2 separate regions of the Mus musculus genome follow, and region 2 is linked to region 1. A link is a contact called in public Hi-C data. All regions are on one chromosome and are shown on one strand. Each heading gives the region's core, a stretch centred on a gene start, on an enhancer-like site or on the middle of the called end of the contact. The rest is flanking DNA. Distances are from core to core; before and after follow the strand shown.

Region 1 (2,700 bases), core at 158-2,657:
AACTGCTCTCATTAAGGGGCTTGTAATTATTCCTCCCACCTCCTTAGCATATCTTTAAGTCAAGGAGCCTTTGTGAGAGGTTATCTCTTGGACAGGAGACTGACAGGCTCAGCTGCATTAAGTCTTAAGGGAGGAAGGAGACAGCAATCTGTTATGCAATCTTTGGAGCGGAGAAGAAGGAGAAGAACCGCATGGCTGGGAGCAGAGTTAGAAGTCAGATGTTGTCCTAGGAAGCAGAAGAAGTAGCTTTTCCTTAGTGGGCTCCACCTTCACCTTTTCACGGGGTGTTTTAAATCTTAAGGAGGGGGCAAAATGGATGCTTCTCTTTCTAGTGTTGCCAAGGTGGCAGAAGCCGGGGACCAAAGTCTGACTATGAGGTTGGAGTGTGTCCTCAATGGCCTCCGAGTCTCCTAGTTCCTGTTAGCTTCCTAACCTTACTCTCTCAAGAGTGAGACTGTAGATCATCTGAGAGTTGGGCTTTGAGCCAATCTGCCTACTTCTGGCCAAGAACAAGATCATAATTGCTTGTGGGTTTGTTGTTGTTGTTGCAGGGGCTGGGGAGGTCTCTGCCCTAAAATCGTCTGATTAGTTCTACACTCTGTTCTCATCGTCTTCAGTATCTAAAACTATGCCTGGCACATAATAGGCCCTGACAAGAAAGAGGTTAATGAGAAAACGAGAAACCACAAAGGAAAAAAATACATAATTTACATACTACGCAGTTACATTAGCTATTGCTGTAAACTGATTGTCTCAGCCACAACGCTGTGGTTGTTCCAAGTTTTCCCTCTCTTTATCCTTTCTTTAACTCTGCTATGCAAATAACAAAGTTGATGGGTACCTGCCTAACCTTATCCTTTGCCATTTTCTGTTATTCTATTATTATTACAGCAAGTCCCAGACCAAGTCCTGTCCTTTTCTTGCTCCCCTCCCCCATTATTTAAACATTGCTACCAGGGTTTTGAAATCACTAATCTGATTGTGTCAACCCCCTGTTTAAAATTCTTCACTGGCTCCAGGACTCTGTCAGGATAAAGTTTACAGCCTCACTCAGTACACACCTCCCTTCCTGAGACTGCCTTCTGACCCCTTCCCGCCTCTTCTGCCGAGAGTCATCTTTATACCCGTAGTTCCCACCAGACAGGGTCGCTGGAGATCTGAGGAGGAGTGAGCTATTTAACTGCCCTCACTTTTTCATATGCAGTCCCTGCCTTGACCTTTTCTCTCTTTCTGCTCAAGACTCTAGTAATCACACTCCTTTGCACATCTCATCTCCAGCATGTCAGGCTCTAGGAGTTCCTCCTGACCCCTCAGTCTCAGGTAGATAATGCTTTCTGTCTATGGCCCGTCTCCGCCCTTGATAGTCTGGCAGGGTTGATAGTTTGCTCATCTGCTTCCCTGACCAGTGGACACAAACCTGAAAGTAGAGCTGCTGCTGCTGCCACGCCGCCCTTTGACCTCTATGCCTGGCATCGAAATGAGAGCCTGGAAATGTTTGCTGAGTAAGTGACAGTTGTGTGAACAAGCCATCCTCATCTTGAAGCTGTCTGGTCTCAGAGGAGACGCAGGCTGGAAGCCAGGCAGTGAGACACCCAGACAAGGGGCTCTAAAGCTGGACTTACCCTGGGGTTAGCATGTGATCACTGCAGATGGCATGTGAAGGGGCTGACCGATGGACTGCCACAGTGCTGATTGGGGAAAGACCCTGCACTCTGCATGCCTGGCCTGGAAAAATATTATTTCTGACATTTTCCTTGTGTCTGTCCCTGTTGGCCCTCAGTAGTTCACAAAATCTAATGAAAGAAACCAAAAACCCCAGACTGCCTTAGATGTTCTTTAGGTTTGGCTCTGTGACTGAGCCAGTGTTAAAAGGTAGCACGTCCCTCCTGGTGATGGTAGCAAGGAGCTTTACCAGGGAGAGACAGAAACATCTCAGACATGCTGCCTTGGGTGGCTGTGGACTCCCTCTGGTTTGCCCTCTTCACACTCCTATTAACAGAGTTTGTGTTGTCTAGAACAACAAGATTGCCCTCCATGCCTTCACCAAACTGAAGGTAAAACTTACAGTGTGAAGTCCTCTCTCTAACAAATTCTTTCTTCAGCTAAAGACTCAAAGCTTTTTACACTTTCGGTTACAGAGAGATCTCCACTCCGCACAGGTGCTTGCTTCTGAAATGCTTGAAAGTGGAGATTTTCTGTTGGCTCTTCAGACATAGTGAGGCATTCTAATTGGTGGGCCAGGCTGGAGTGGGTGAGGGGGGCAGGTAGAGAATGAAGGGGGATGGGAAATCTCTTCTCCTCAGGCTCAGCACAAAGACACAACCACAGTGATACATAAACACAGTGCTCATTTGTGAGGACTTCCTGCCTTTGAAATCAGCTGCTGTGTGGGAAAGGGACAAATATTTAAGCAACAGTTGGAGTGTTTGTAATTACAACTCCCACTGATGAATAGAAGATGCTAAAAAGACGGCAGAGGACCATTTGGCTCAGAGTGGAGTGTTAAGACTGTGGTAATAGAAAGCAATCTGTTCAAGGAGAGGTCTGGGAGGGCACGGAAAACAAAAACAAAACAAGCAAGCAAAATGGGTAAGTGATGGAGAGAGGCAAGAATAGCAACCTTATAATCACTGTGAAAACGTCAACATTGCTAAATCTTGAAATGTATGTGGGATGTTGAAGATGAAGGAGAGGGCTGTC
Region 2 (3,060 bases), core at 70-2,569, 220 kb after region 1:
AGGCACTGTTTGGTCTCAACTCACTGCACAAATGACTAACACTTCCTAAACTCAGAGATGAATCAGCCAGGTTACCAGCTCCTGCCATCCTTCACACAGGCCCGCTGACCTCCTCCAGTGTCAAATGCAGTGCAGCGCAGCCCAGCTCAGCCTGGCCCTGGTTTCCTGGAAATGCAAATGCATCTTGTCCCTGTCTGCCCACCCAGAATGTACTCAAGCCCACATTTCCAGACCAGGGCATCCCAGGTTTGGGTTTTTCCCTTCTTATTTTGCTTTTACTCTTTTGCTGTACAGCACTAATGAAGCCATCTTCTGCAATGTTCAATCCCCATGTCTGACTATAACAAGATCTGCCCACAACTGAGCAATACAACACACCCCCACATCCCATAGAGAACCTTTGCAATCTATTATATTGTGACACCACAGTTCTCTAAAAAAAATTTTTTTAAACACACAATAACAACAAATAAAATTCCTTCCAGGGAAAGAGAAAGCTCACTCCCACTTCACAGACACCCCCTTCTCCCCCCCCCCCCCCCGTGAGAATTAATCTACCTAAATCTCAAAGCCTCAAAGTTCTGGGCCTAGCCAATAGCCAAGCGCCTGTAATGGGCTCCCCAGCTCACCCCACCTCACCATCCGCCCCAATTTCTTCAATCTGCTCAGCAACCAGAGCCATTAAATCTAGAAAACTAATTTGCAAGGAAAACAATGAAAAGGGCAATAGTTTCTCGGTCGGATTCTAATGTAAAGTCCCACCAGGACTGGAGCGTTGTAAAGCCCGGGGAGGGGTGCCTGGAGAGAACCAACGATTAACACTCAAAGCCCCAGCGCTTCGGAAGCTGACCCGATGCAAAATGGAAATCTGCCCTATCCCACGGGGGCCAGCACTCAGGTTCACATTATTTATCCTGCAAACCGAGTTGCTAATAGCAAGCAATCACCGGCTTGCTCCCCCGCAGATCAGGGGGAGCCTGCAGAGTTTGCAGAGCCATCCCAGGACACCTGTCTGGGTTACTTAGGAGCGGTGCTGTTCGGGAAAGGGAAAGGCAGGGAATAAAGCTGGAGAGTGGGAGGAGAGGACGAGCCAGAAAGGCCAGGAGGGGCTGAGCCGCAGGGAACGCAGCTGGTGGTCTTTGCCCAGCCCCTATAGACAGCTGACCTTGGTGTGTGTCGGGGTGGGGGTGGGGGTCGACTCTGCCATGGTCTGTTCCCCAGGGATGGGGGTGGCACTCGGAGATTGGTAGATTCACCTTGAGTCATCCAATGAGTCACTAGCAGAGGGCAGAAATAGATCTTATGAGCCACTGTTCTTGTCACAGCATCTTGTTTCTGCAACCAAGACTCCTAGGAGGGGAGGGATCAGAGTGCTGCACACAGCCAGGCTGGTTCATTTGATGAGAGGACTTCTTCCCAAGTCTGCTCCCATTCCCAAGGGAAGTGATTAAGAGCCAAGAACCAAATCAAATTCTCTGGCCAAGTCAGGCACTCTCTTCACATCAAGTACACCTGTTAGCCATCCCTACCGAGCAACGTCAAGTCCAGCTGGGATCCTCAGCTCTCGTGGGAAGCACACGCATCCGGGAAAGTTTTCTCTTTCCTCTTAACTTGTAGTCTTTTAGGGCTTAGGACAGAAATACAGCTGTCTACCTGACATCCCATACCTTCAGCCCAATGTCTTCAGAAAGCAGATGTAATCTTGTTAGGTACCCATTCATGGCTTTGTACTGTTTGGAAACTTAGCCTTTATTATTATTCAAGTACAGTTGGCTTTGGAAAAAATAGTTTGTTCTCAGTTTTCAAGAAAAAAGCAATCTGCCACACTATCCAGAGCCACATGGGGACACCTATGGGCATTCAGGAATAGGTAGGAACAGAGGGGAGTCCCCCTAAAGTCCTCTGCAGTATGGACCCATTGAGTAACCAGGTGTAGAATTAACTACATTTCAGCTTAAGCTGGAGCCTAGACACTGTTCCCAGTTGCCTCCTGGCTGACCGTGAGGAGATTAGAGCAGGTGGAGGGAGGTCCAAGGTGTGAAAGCCTGATTTTTAAAAAAGTATTTTGGAACATGGACTCTGCATTGGCTGATTTGTGCACAAACAGACCTGAGCAAGCAGTTTACGGTGTCTGATAACTGAGTGGTCATAGAAGGAAAGGTTTCCAAGAGACAGCAAAGCCCCCTGGGGACAAGGCATTTGTCAAAAGAACATCACAGGTGCTGCAATTACCTTTGTAGATGCTGCAACCATTTTATGACCCTAAGAGAAACCAGTTCTGGAGAAACTAACACCAGCACAGTCCCTAGGCCCAGCCTCTGATGTTCTCACACCATGAGCTAGCAATTGCCTTCCTGCTTCAGCTGCTTCTAGTCCATCAGTATTCTATACTAAAAATACCCTAAGACCATCTTTTCAGCTTACTCTAAGATCTGCCTGTGTTCTTGTTGCACTAGATTTGTTTATGTTGTTGAACTAAAATTGCTCTTTAGAGAATGAGTTTGATGTTTAAATTTACTTCACCCCACCCCAGCCACACCCCCATCCTCACCTCACCTCATCCCACCCCACACTCACACCCTCCACCCCAACCCCCTCCCCACCCTCCCCTCTCCCACCCCACCTGGGGATTACAGGAGCTGCAGATGGCACAGAGTGTGGCCCATCACATTATTTTCCAGTTTTGAAGGGCTTGGCCTCACTTGTTGCTATAGAATCTTTCCAAAATCACATAGAAACAGAAGACCGGTATTCTGAAACTAAGAAGATGGTAGCATCCCATGTATGACTCCTGGCTCTTCCCTTGAAGCTGCAGTTGGCCTTAGGTGGGTGACACTCTTGGAGAGAGGACATGATTCAGTATAGGTGAAGGAAGTGAAATATAATTCTATTCAACTGCAAGACCAAGTCAGAGCAATCGAGAGCCACTACCTGAGAGGACAGGGTTTCCTAAGGCTGCAGGGACAACAGATTTGTGGTAGAGAGCTTAGGTAGAGCACCCAAGGCATGGAATTCACATCCTCAGAACTGAAGGAGCACACACACACACATGCTTGCACA

Evidence for each region. Hi-C and Micro-C count contacts between places; a contact is called where the count stands out from the background.
Region 2: a Hi-C map of the N1E-115 cell line shows a contact between it and region 1, with 2.6 times the contacts expected there. The contact joins two enhancer-like sites. A contact is called at or near these places in 1 of 39 promoter capture datasets (stem cell-derived epiblast-like cells), 3 of 484 Hi-C or Micro-C datasets (the N1E-115 cell line, bone marrow-derived macrophages and nephron progenitors) and 1 of 115 datasets of contacts at active chromatin or transcription factors (embryonic stem cells).

The regions. Positions count from the first base shown.
Region 1 is chr3:103,463,889-103,466,588 of GRCm38.p6, forward strand. No RefSeq gene overlaps it. Among named protein-coding and RNA genes, the nearest start is that of Gm25199, 19 kb to the left of the region's middle. Within about 2 kb of position 1,408, at least 32 of the 459 cell types and tissues checked have an H3K27ac peak or open chromatin away from gene starts, as enhancers often do. A contact at or near this core is called in the N1E-115 cell line, where this site is marked.
Region 2 is chr3:103,682,607-103,685,666 of GRCm38.p6, forward strand. No RefSeq gene overlaps it. Among named protein-coding and RNA genes, the nearest start is that of Olfml3, 54 kb to the right of the region's middle. Within about 2 kb of position 1,320, at least 88 of the 459 cell types and tissues checked have an H3K27ac peak or open chromatin away from gene starts, as enhancers often do. A contact at or near this core is called in the N1E-115 cell line, where this site is marked.